Regions from separate parts of the Sus scrofa genome. Here regions 1 and 2 are each linked to region 3. The links are chromatin contacts, called in public Hi-C maps. All regions are on one chromosome and are shown on one strand. The core of a region is the stretch at or near the end of the contact, and the rest is flanking DNA. Distances in the headings are between cores, read along the strand shown. Region 1 holds the start of RIT1 (Ras like without CAAX 1). Region 2 holds the start of SYT11 (synaptotagmin-11). Region 3 holds the start of LAMTOR2 (late endosomal/lysosomal adaptor, MAPK and MTOR activator 2).

Evidence for each region. A called contact is a pair of places that touch in the nucleus more often than the background predicts.
Region 1: a Hi-C map of embryonic fibroblasts shows a contact between it and region 3, with 4 times the contacts expected there. The contact joins the promoter of RIT1 here to the promoter of LAMTOR2 in region 3. A contact is called at or near these places in 1 of 47 Hi-C or Micro-C datasets (embryonic fibroblasts) and 1 of 2 datasets of contacts at active chromatin or transcription factors (alveolar macrophages).
Region 2: a contact with region 3 is called in a Hi-C map of liver, with 5 times the contacts expected there. The contact joins the promoter of SYT11 here to the promoter of LAMTOR2 in region 3. A contact is called at or near these places in 1 of 5 promoter capture datasets (liver), 7 of 47 Hi-C or Micro-C datasets (blood, embryonic fibroblasts, heart right ventricle and 2 more) and 1 of 2 datasets of contacts at active chromatin or transcription factors (alveolar macrophages).

The regions. Positions count from the first base shown.
Region 1 is chr4:94,115,305-94,119,188 of Sscrofa11.1, forward strand. RIT1 (Ras like without CAAX 1) reads left to right here and starts at 2,417. Exons shown (of 6, transcript NM_001077230.2): 1 at 2,417-2,554; 2 at 2,989-3,133; 3 at 3,296-3,352. The coding sequence starts at 3,031. It overlaps KIAA0907 (UPF0469 protein KIAA0907 homolog), which reads left to right. Exons shown (of 15, transcript XM_001928648.6): 15 at 99-1,358. The coding sequence ends at 298.
Region 2 is chr4:94,161,702-94,165,452 of Sscrofa11.1, forward strand. It overlaps SYT11 (synaptotagmin-11), which reads right to left and starts at 1,390. Exons shown (of 4, transcript XM_001928804.6): 1 at 1,050-1,390. The coding sequence starts at 1,083. GON4L (GON-4-like protein) reads left to right here and starts at 186. Exons shown (of 34, transcript XM_021089699.1): 1 at 186-280; 2 at 2,932-3,069.
Region 3 is chr4:93,973,875-93,977,827 of Sscrofa11.1, forward strand. It overlaps LAMTOR2 (late endosomal/lysosomal adaptor, MAPK and MTOR activator 2), which reads right to left and starts at 1,687. Exons shown (of 4, transcript NM_001243627.1): 1 at 1,412-1,687; 2 at 943-1,105. The coding sequence starts at 1,479. It overlaps UBQLN4 (ubiquilin-4), which reads left to right and starts at 2,512. Exons shown (of 11, transcript XM_003125701.5): 1 at 2,512-2,713. The coding sequence starts at 2,606.

The DNA of each region.
Region 1 (3,884 bases), core at 1,167-3,666, 140 kb after region 3:
ATCTTTTTTTTAAATTAACGAATTTGTGGTATTATCTTTTTTTTTTTTTTTTCCTTCTTGGTGGGGGTTGGGGTTGGGGTTGTCTTTCTCTATTCTAGATTATCCAGTCAAGAAGATGAAAACTACGGAGAAGGGATTTGGTTTGGTGGCTTATGCTGCAGATTCTTCTGACGAAGAGGAGGAACATGGCGGTCATAAAAATGCAAGTAGTTTTCCACAGGGCTGGAGTTTGGGATATCAGTACCCTTCATCACAACCACGAGCTAAACAACAGATGCCATTCTGGATGGCCCCATAGGCAACAGTGGAAGAGTTTTGAGCCTTGGTGACTCTTTAGCAATAATGCATGCATTCGATTTAACAAGACTCTGGGGCCTGTCCTAGGAACCATCTTGGACCTTTGAAGAAGTCAGAGATGAGTGTCTCCTTTCTTAAAGGGGTTCCATTCTTTTTAAAACATCCTTAAATCTGCAGCGGCATAGCATCTGTTAAAATTTACTTAGAATCACAGATTTGTCTCAGAAGCTTTTTAACAGTTGGTGAAATGTGCTCGTTCAACAGGGTCATTCCGATATACACTTGACCTGGTCCAGCCTTTTCCAAATGAATAGCCCTTATTCTGACGTAAACCAAGTTTTATTTGTATTTTACTACTGTTTGGTCAATTTTGATAATAACTGGTTCCAAACAAAGCCTTACTATTTATTAGTGGGGAAATGATTTTAAGACCATCCTTTCTTTTCAGTACTTAGATCTAAGAACCCCTGCGTCCCTGTTTCATTTTTGGATTCTTTGTTTTGGAAAACGTGGTTTTACTAATTTAAAACTGTTGAATATAGCTGGATCCTGGGGAATTGAAGGTTTTCTTTATTTCTTTGGGATGATCCAAAGCTGGCACCTTCAGGCACTCTCGTCTCAGAGAGCCATTGCTGTTTTTATTGCCCGTCTAAGCTCCTTGTCTTCAAGTGGGTCAGAGAAAACTGCTTGATCAAAAGCTGGTCAGAACTCATCACAGAAATGAAACCCAGTGGTCTGTCTCTCTCAGAACTGGTTGCAGCGAAAATAGAGAGATTTGACTGCTCGCAATAGAATGGTGGACTTAGTGACTGAGATTGCGACTTGTCCTTTTTCTTGGCATTACAGGTTTTGCCAAAAGAACTTTTTTTGTATCAAATATTGATGTGTGAAAGTGAAGGAGCTAGTCTGCTGAACCAGGAGTAGTTTGAGATATTGAACTATCATTTTTGCACATTTGAATACTTTGCAGGCTGGCTTTGTATAAATGTATCCTCTGGTTTCCTATATGTTGTAAATATTTAGAACATAATTTCATTATAAATAAATGTATAAATATTCTGCTTGTGGTTTCTCTGTTCTTTCTTCCACAACGTATCCATGCACTAAAATTCATAAACTTTTTTGCTCACAGCATACTATAACCCCCATCAGAAAAATACATACCTGGACCCAAGAGTTTGCATTTAGTTCCAAGTTGTTGTTTTTTGTTTTTTTAATTTTTTTCTTTTAGTTCCAAGTGTTTTATGACTTTTCAAAGTAAACCCTGCAAAGTCCAAGTGAAATGTAAAGGATTGTTATGGTGGATGTTTTTCCTTTTCATTTTCTTGCCCTCCTTTATTGAATGTGGTTAAAAGGACTGAGTGAAAGTATTCTTTTTCTTTTTTTGGCTTTTTAGGGCTGCACCCATTGCATATGGAAGTTTCCAGGCTAGGGGGTGAATCGGAGCTGTAGTTGCCGGCCTACACCACAGCCACAGCAGTGCCGAATCTGAGCCACAGTTCGCGGCAACTCTGGATCCTTAACCCACTGAGCAAAGTCAAGGATCGAACCTGTGTCCTTATGGGTGCTAGTTGGGTTCATTCCCACTGAGCCACCACGGGAACTCCAGGAAATATAAGTATTCTTGGAAAAACATGCTTAGAAAGGAAGAAGGATGGGCAGAAGTTGCAACAGAAAATTTTGCCCATATAAAGTTCCTTCTAGTACTTCTATGTGTTACCCACCTAAATACAGGTGAACAGAATTGATAGTGTCTTAATTTATTGCTGTAAAGTCAAAGCCAGGTGCTTTTTTTTGTTACTAAGCAATAACACCTTGGTCCTGTTTGGGGGGGGGGTTGGCAGGTGCCCATTTCCTCATTACATTTGGCCAAATTTGTTTTTCTCATAAATGGTCCTGGGCAAGTTGTTATTGTAGAAGTCTCCAGTGTGCCCCTTATCACATCCTCCTTGCTTGACTTTGGTGTAAATAGTTTTGTGGCAGAGGGGGGCGCTGAGTGTGGCACTCCCCCAGGGCCTTCAGCGATGAGCGGGGTTTGAGGACCTGGCAGGAGATGGTCCTCCCCGGAGGAGGCGGGGCCAGTCCCCTGCGTCACGAGGGCGGCCCCGCCCCTCCTGCTGAGACGCGGGCGCTGCTGGCGCCATCTTCCCCAGCTGCGGGAGGGGTCACAGGTCAGTGCCAGATCCTCGCCGCGAATGAGGAGGACCGAGGACGAAGTGGGTGATCAGACCCGGCAGTGGCCTTAACCTTCCGACGGGTACGAGCAGCGGAGGGGTTGGCTTGTGAGGCGGAAGGGTGGGGGGCTTGATGGCGGCGCGAGGTGCTGCCGGGGGAGGAGAGCAGCCTCCGAGGGGAATGGAGAGGGGGCTGAACCTCCGGGTACCGCGGGCTTGAGAGGAAACCCTGAGGCCTAAGTCCCAAACTGCACTTTCTCACTGGGCTCCCTCCTGCTGTGCCGGCGTCCCAGTCTGCAAAGAAATGCCAAATTTCTTTGTCTCTTTTTATTCTTTTTTGAAAAAAAGTAGTAATTCAGAAAATCTATGATATGTCATGGGTCTGAGCTGCCCTGGAGGGAAGGTGAGGCTACGTGTTGCCTGAGGGTCGCCAGAAAGGGAGCAGGGGTAGGGCACTGGCTCTAGGACTGTCGTCACGGGGTCTCCATCCTGGATTAAATATTTTCTTTCTTTCCAGGTGCCTTTTCCTCCGGGCAGCCCAGGATTCTCCAAGAGGACAATGGATTCTGGAACTCGCCCAGTTGGTAGCTGTAACAGCCCTGCAGGGCTGTCACGGGAATACAAACTAGTGATGCTAGGTGCTGGCGGTGTAGGGAAAAGCGGTAGGTGACATTTTCCATTTTAAAGAAGTAAGAATGAAAAATGCTCACAACAGATGCCCTCCCCGAAAACCAAGTAGGAGACTGTCCTGCAATATTGATACTTGCAGTTCTTTCTGTTGGTCATCTTTGTATTTATTTTAACTTTCGCTTCTTGTTTTAAAGCCATGACCATGCAGTTCATCAGCCACCGATTTCCAGAAGATCATGACCCCACCATTGGTAAGTCAGACTGTCACTTAGGTTTTTCCACTAAACCCCATAAAAAGGCCTTGGTGTCAGTTTTTGAAACAGTTTTAGACCATTTATATTTTGAGCCTTTTGGGTGTCTGGTTTAGATTTACTTAACAAGAATAACATGGCAGTTGATAAGCAAATGACTTTTTTTTCTTAGCTTAACTTTATATGTACATAAGCCATCTTAGTCTGTTTTTTATTAAATATTACTGGGACACTTTGTTTTATTTTTATGGTTGCTCTACTGTATCGTCAGATTAAAGGAAAAGTTTAAAGGCCACTTAACAGAAGGCTTTTGCTATCATTTCTTTAAGGGTCTGATTTGAGACTAACTCTGTAACTATGAGTCAGCTGGTCTGAACTTCCACAAAAGGAAGCAGAAAAACAAGTAGAGCCAGCCTGCTGAACTCTTACAACCCAGACATGCAGAGCCTGGACTTGTTCCACTAGAAGCCCTTCATTTACTTCCTTATACCTCAAGTTCATTACACAGCAAGGTCTTTCTTCACGTCTTCTA
Region 2 (3,751 bases), core at 140-2,639, 190 kb after region 3:
CAGGAAGTTTGCTACCCTAGCACATTTTGGAGGAATCTCCCAAGAGGAAAAACTTTGCTTCTTCTCGAGCTTCTCTTTCCCATCTGCTTCCCTATTTTCCACCCCACTCGCTGCTCCAGGGAGCGTAACTGATCTCCGAGCCCGTAGGGCTGGGTCGGGGACCAGCGGCTCCGAGATGACGTAATGCTTTCTCTGGTACACAAAGCGGCCTCCCCAGGGCTCAGCCTTTTTCGCCCCTCCCCCTCCGGCCTGGATCAGGCCCCCGCCAGCACCAGAGCGGGTGAGTCCCCCTTTTTGAAAAACCAGTCTAGGGAAACAGGGAACAAAGGCCCGGGAAGAAGAGCCTAGGCGCTGCCAGGAGGCCCAGAAATAGACATCACGTCATCCCCTAGCCCAGCAGCGCCAAGCGCCATTTGGTAGCATAGGAGGACCCCACCATTACGATGCAGAATAGAAATTGCAGGGCTCACGTTTTCTCCTAGCCCCAGCATCCAGCTGACCGGCTTAAGGAGTGGCTTGCTTTTGGCTCTCCACCCCCGCACCCTTCTCTCCCCAGAGGCCGCCACCTCCCCTGGCTCCCAGCCACACAGCCCACAGTCTCCAAGCTGCCATCTTGATGCCCCATCCCCTTGCCACCTCCCTCCCCCGCAGCCCTGAAGGAGTGGGAGGAGGAGGAAGGGGCACCGCCCTGCGTGCCCCAAGGGGGAGGGCTCGGCCTACCCCACCTCTCCTCCCCCAGAAGGAGGGGTTCACATCCTCCGCAAGCTCTCTGTTTCTCACCTCCAGCAGTGCTGACAGTGCACCATACAAGGTTTTAGCATCCCGAACCTCCCCAACCTCGGTGTGGCTCTGGCCTTCCCAGCCCCTGCAGCCCATAGCTCAAGTTCAGGTCTGCCCACTGCCTACTACGCATCACCACAGGCCCGATTTTAGAGCGGATAGCACCTGAAGGTCCTGGTCTTGGTTTCACTCTCTGCCCAGCCCCTGGGCTCCCTTGGTTTTGCAACGGTTTCGCCTACCCCAAGCTTAGTTTGCCAGATTCTACTTACCAAAGCTAGGTCGGATATTGGTGATCTCAGCCATGTCGTAATCGGAGGCTATTGCTATTAACGCGTTTGCACTGGTCAGGCAACTCTGGGAACCTCCGGTCAGTACCTAGGCCGCCGCTGCAGAGCGCTAGGTCAGGGGAGGGGGAAGGTATCTGGCGGACGCCTCCTGCGACGGTCTGGTCCCTGGTTGCCAGCTGCGGTCGCCTCTTAAGATGCTCCAGGGATGCTCTGAGCTAAGGATGCAGGTGCAGCCAGACTGGTCCTGATGCGAGGTAGGCCCCGCCTTCTTCCGAACGACCCTCGGCAGAAGGCTCCGCCTCTGTCCGAAAAGTTCCGGAAGGCAAGACCCGCCCCTTTCCGGAAGACCTCTGGGAGGGGCCCTCTCCCTTCGCCAAGATTTCCAGAGAATGAGACCCCGCCCACTAATGGGTTGTGGGTCTGTAAGGCGAAAACTCTGCGGCCTAAGAAGTGTAGGTAGGTATTTTATCATATGAGAGCCTATAGATCTTGTGATTCCGGTTCCCTGGGCTTAATATAGTAACTGAATATTCTGGCCGAGGGGGACCCAGGATTTTGGAAAAACAAAATTCTATCTTGCCTACATTCAGTATCAATTGCAATTATTATAAGTTTATGAGACCACTAAAGAATATTTTGAAACCTTTCTTAAACTTCAGAAACTCTGATTAAAGACCAAACGTGGTGATGGTTGCAGAGTTCTGAAAATTTAGTGAAAATAATTTAATTGTATAAGTAAAACGGCTGGGTTTTGTGGTGTGTAGATTGAAACTGTTTTAAAAAAGGACTAATGAAGAGTGCCAAAGTTAATCAGTGTTGGATATTTCTCTTGTAAAAGCTTCAAGTGCTTAGGGCTGCTTAGAGAAGTTTGAGAGAGAGAGTGAGGGAGGGATGGAGGAAGAGAGAAAGAGAAGTATGGAGAGAGGCAGTGAAAACCAACAGATCCGTGTATTCTGTAGATCCAAAAGCAGGACACAAATGAAACTCCAAGCTTCTAGAGACTTCCTTGGCATTCGGAAGGTTTAGGGTGATTCAGGTTACCGTCAGACTACTGCAGGTTATCTCCATGATTACATCAATTTCGTCATTCATTTTGGTTGTGGTTACTTTCATCCTATCCGATTCTGTTTACAGACAGGATCAGGTCAGGTAGATTATTTAAATGCATAAATATTTGGTGGTGGTTCACCTGTAAAGTGAGAGAGTTGAATGTATTTTTCCAGCTTTGACATTTTGTCCTTCTTGAAAAGAGGAAAAGAACATGGTTCTAGGAGTCATTCATTCATTCAAAACACATGTATTGAATTTATTGAACATTGACTATGTCCCAGGCACCATCCTGGACACCGGATTAATGCATTAGAAGCTAGAGTGAGGCTACTGGATTCCCTCTCACAGCTAGTTATCTTTGTGAAATCATCTACCCAGTTGAGCCAAAAATTTGTCCTGCGGAAATTGGAAGGTATAATATCCACTGTGCCACAGGATTTATTGTGAAGATCAAATCACCTTTGATAACGTAAGTGAAAGCATTCTGTTAAATGCGGAGTGTTTTATAGATATGAATAATTATAATTTATAATTATGGATTGAGTCCAAGTCTGCCTTAGCTTTATTCAGGAAACTGCAGTTTGTAACCTAGGGATTCCTCTTTCTGAAATTTTATGAATTCCCCGTTTCCCTGGTCCCATATTCCAGGTGTCTCGTGGCGAGAAGGATTAGTTGTCAAATTAAATCGCTGAACCTTAATCCAGTTTTGTTTTGAGTAGGGGAGCTCCCTGGACAGAGAAAGCGAGGTATTGCCTTTAAATATTTTGCCAACAACGGAGTACCAGATCTTTGCCTTCATTCTGCCCTAAAATAGGATGGCGCCGGTGCTTGGCGCATGCTCCTTGGTGTTCTGACGCCGTGCACCGCGACTCGGGGGCGCGCACGTCAGTCGCTGCCGTTGGCTGACTTCCGGTGGTACCGAAGCTGAGTTTCCGCGGGATCCGGCCGGCTGGTGAGGGTACTGGGTTGTGTGCATTGGGGCGGGAAGACGCAGGTGGGAGCTGGGCGTCCGGGAGAAGGAGGTCCAAGCCGAGGCGGTCGGGTGCGTCACAGAGGTTGGGAGTGAAAGTGTCTAGCTGGGAGTGGGGACTTGCTCCAGCGCTGGGCGCTGCGATGAAAAGCGCAGTTAGGACCCCATTGTGAAATCTTTTCCCAGGAGGGGTCCGCGCTGGGGCTGCTGCCGGATTTGCATTCATTTGCCCGGTTGGTCTCATTCCAGTTCCCAAAGGGGGAGCCTTTTTAGAGTCACTGCTGTGTTTGAAGTGCCCGGAGCTGATCCCTGCTCGCTGCTGACTTTGACTAGTAGCTGCCTTTCTTTCTCTTTCTCCTCCCTCCCCCTTTTCAGGACCTCTGTGAAATATAAGACTCTACTAAACTACTCCCACTCCACTTCTTCCCCGGCCCCCCGTACCACCCTAAGTCATAGGGATCAGTGGAATCTTCACGTGTTTATTGAGCTTTAATTACTGATATAAGGGTATAGGTTGATTTGGCATGGGCGGGGGATCTCTCCTAGTGTTCTGGAGAAAGTGAATTAGGGAGGTTTAAAACTAACCTTATAGTTGAGACTCTTCTTGAAAGAACTTTATTTTTAGTCCTCTTGTCCAAGCTCTCATCTAGTGCCCTGATAGATG
Region 3 (3,953 bases), core at 437-2,936:
AGCTGCCAGCCTATGCCACAGCCACAGCAATGCACCAGATCCAAGTTGAGTCTGCGACCTACACCACAGCTCATGGCAACGCTGGATCCTTAACCCACTGAGCAAGACCAGGGATTGAACCTGCAACCTCATGGTTCTTAGTAGGATTTTTTTCTGCTGCACCACAACGGGAACTCCTGGATACTAGTTCTTAATCCACTGAGCCATGACGGGAACTCCACATACTACTTTTTAAACTTATGTATGTATGTTACAAAACATATTTATGAACTGATTTTACAAACATACATATTTTACTTATTTTAAGGCATATATGAGACATTAGGGCTGCAGTTTTTGTTTGTCCTGTTTGCTATTTTTTTCCCAGGTCCTGAGAATACTGCAAGGACCTAAAAATTTGTTAACTGAACAGATATAAAGGTGAATGAGACAGGTTCTGTTCCCAAGAAATTCAGTCTAATGGCGCTTCCTCTTTCTGGACTTTATCTCCTTTTTCTGTAAACTGAAGGAACTGGACTAGGGTCTGGACACTTTGCCATGCTTCTGAGTCTGAGAATCTCAGATGACAACACTTTGTGTCTGCATATCACTCTACAGTTTACACCTACCCTTTCATTTGATCACAACAACCCTGTGTGCGTGATGTGGTGGTGGGGATTATTTTCACACTGGAGATGTGGTAAAAAAGCTTGTGACTTACCCAAGGTTCCACAAATGGCAAGTGGCTGGCTGAGACTAGAACCCAGCCAGACCTCGGGTCCAATACTCCTTCCTCATCACCACTTGATACATAGGGTCCTGCCTATTATAAATGCTGCTGCAGACCAACTCTTAGTAATCTTCCAGAAATCCTGTCCCTGGGCCCCAACCATCCAGGATGGGGTCCAGGGTGCCCCTTGGGGGTCCCCTTAGGGACAGAGGAAATGGCTCCCCTCTCCATACCATGCAGTCCATGAGGATGAATTTGAGATTGTCTTCGTTAAATGCTTGGTTCCCGTTCCGGTCGTAGGCCGCCCAGATGTTACTGGCGATGGCTGCAGTGACTCGGGCGTCCGTATCCCCGTAACCAGAGTAGGCCAACAGAGATCCCTCGTTATTCAGCAGCCTGGAAAAGCATCAGAACGGATATCAACGTGCTCAGGATGGGGAGTAAAATACCTGACTTTCCATCCCAACTCGCCCACCGGCGCTCCTAGAAAGCAAGGGTCTGGGTTGAGTGTGTCCTAGAACATGCCCCAAACACCCAGCACGTCAGTTTCTCTTTCAAGAGTGGCCCTCTCGCCGGTTCACCCAAAGGCTGCCCCCTCTGCCACCTCCTCCCTTCCCAGAGAGCCTTCCCCACCCCTCCCTCGGAGAGCCGCGCGCAGCCCCACTCCAGTGCTCGCCGCTCGGCCTCTCGGTCCGCACTCACAGGGTGCTCTGGACACCTCCAGTGTTAGCTTGGCTTAGCACCTGGGTCAAAGCCTTGGGACGCAGCATGCCTGTGGCTCCTAACCCTGGGCTTTCACAACCTGATCCCGGAGTTTCCTATAACTGGCCTCCGCCTGCCGCTTCCCGTAGTCCAGCTGCCCGGCTCCAGAACTCCTGGGAGTTGTAGTTTCCTGGCCTGACTGTGCGGTTCTGACTCAACCCCGCCTCACCGCGGGGGGCGCTGGGAATTGTAGTTCCTCGAAGCTTCGCGAGGCACCCTGGGAACTACAGTTCGCCTTTCCAGTGAGACCACGCGGTTATGGGGGAAAAGAGCGGGAGTAAAAGGATAGTGGCAGTACTGGAAGGACATTTAACCCTCTCGGGCAGAGGAGTCATATCTGCTTGACAATCCACGATTCAGTAATTAAAAGAAAACAAAATTCCTATACTTGTCAGGCATACCTTGGGTTACTTCTCAAAGCAATTTTCTACATTATGCATAATTCTGTGAGATGAGGAGATAGATGCTATTGAGGAAATAGGCTCAGAAAGGCCATGCAGGCAAAAATCCAGGTCTCTGGAACTGTACTGAATAGACTTCTTGGAGGCCGCTACCCTCAGGGGAATTAAGTCAATCCTACAGAAGAGGTTTTAGGTAGATATCCAGAAGTGGAAAATTCAGCCTCCAAGTCGGGAGAAGCCTCAGGCCTGGAAAGGATTTGGGCTTTCCAAGAAAGACCAGTTATCATAGGGAACGGAGATAAAGCGGCGACACAGAAAGTCCTTTGTCCCGGAGAAAGAGTTAGTCGCGGAGGGGGCGGGTAGCTTTGGGCCCGGGGGCGGGGGGTTGGCACCTCAGCGCGACTCGGACCGGCTACCACGGGCGGTGGTCTCTCCCGGAGAGTTTGCTTCCCGCCCCTGTCCGGAGCAGCCCCTTTGGGGGCCGCCGCCCAGCAAGGCCCTGCCCAGGCTGCAGACCCCGGGCTCGGCCCTGGGCGGACCCCGCTGCAGTGGCCCCCCCGGTCCGCCCGGGGCGCTGTGGCTGCGGCTGGTCCGGAGGGGGCGGTGAAGCCTTGGGGAGGGGAGGGGAGAGGGGAGTGTTGGAGGCGCCGGAGCCGAGCACCGCCGGGCGGGCGGGGAGGAGGAGGAGCCGGGGCGGGCTGGCGGGCGGCCGGGTGGCGGCGGCGGCGGCGGCATGGCGGAGCCGAGCGGGGCCGAGACGAGGCCCCCGATTCGGGTCACCGTCAAGACCCCTAAGGACAAGGAGGAAATTGTGATCTGCGATCGAGCCTCGGTCAAGGAGGTAGTACGGGTGGTGGGGATTGGGGGGGTGCGGAGGAGTGGTCTGTGAAGAGGGGGGTGTCTCTGAGACCGTCGGGCGTATGGGAGGGCCGGGGAGAGGAGGGCGGGGGCCCAGCAGGCACTCGGGGAAGCGGGAGGGAAGAGGCGGCGGGTAGGGGGCGTCCTGCGAGGTCGATCCGGGGTAGCGTGGCGCGTGTTTGGGAAGGGAGGCCGGGGTTTGCCTTGTGGCCTGGTCTGGGGGCGTGGTGGAGTTGGAAGAGGACACCTTGCACAGGCAAGGGGGAAGGACCCTGTGTTGGAGAGGAGTGTTTGCGCCGCTTACTAGCGGGGGTTCGAGGCGCTGAGGCAGGGTGGGAGCCGGGCAAGGTGCGGAGGCCGGATAGTGGGCGCGGGGCGCAGGCGAGGAAAGCTCCAGGCTTCTACTGTGCGTCTCAGAGAACGCCCAGCATTCTGACGCCCGGCCGGTGCGGGGGGAGGATTTCCCTCTGCCGGGATCTTTGCTACTCTTTCAAATCAAGGTAGTTGCGTTTGGTTCTCAGCCCCTCTGGGATTTACACAAGGTGCAGTAGGTGCTCAAGAAAAATGTGGTGAATGACTGAATGAGGGAATATTGCTGTGTTCACCACCCGCCTGTGGCGGCTCCAGAATTTCACAGAGGCGGGGCTAAGATAGGCTTTCTGGTTGGGAAGGAGGGATCTGGAAGCTGCCTTTGCTTAGCAAGTGCACTGTTTTTACTTAGAGTGTAAGTTTGGGTTGGTAGGGGGGTTGCGGATAGATGTAGAGTCTTAACTCTTTCCAAGCCAGCTTTTAGTGCCATTATTGCCCTTCCCCCAACCTTATAAAATGACTCCATTCCAGAATTGAAATCATTTTCGCTGCAAAGCTGAATTTGGTATCAGCTCTAGTTGAGAGGATCCATGTTTTTGGTTCAGAGCTTGGGCTTCGGTATCGAGGCCTAAGTTCCAGTCTGCCCGGGGCAAGTTTCCTAACTGCTTTGATTCTCAGTTTTCTTGTCTTTAAAATGGAGATAATTGTTAACATGTATCTCATGGGATTTAGACTCTGAATGGTTAGTGCTTTTATAAATAACGTGTTACCTGGTAACTGGTTAAGGGTCAGCTGGTTAAGGGTCTGGCGTTGTCACTGCTTTGGCTCAGGTCACTGTGTGGCTTGGGTTCGAACCCTGGTCCAGGAACTTCTGCATGCTGTGAATGTGGCCAATAAATATGTAAATACCTAAA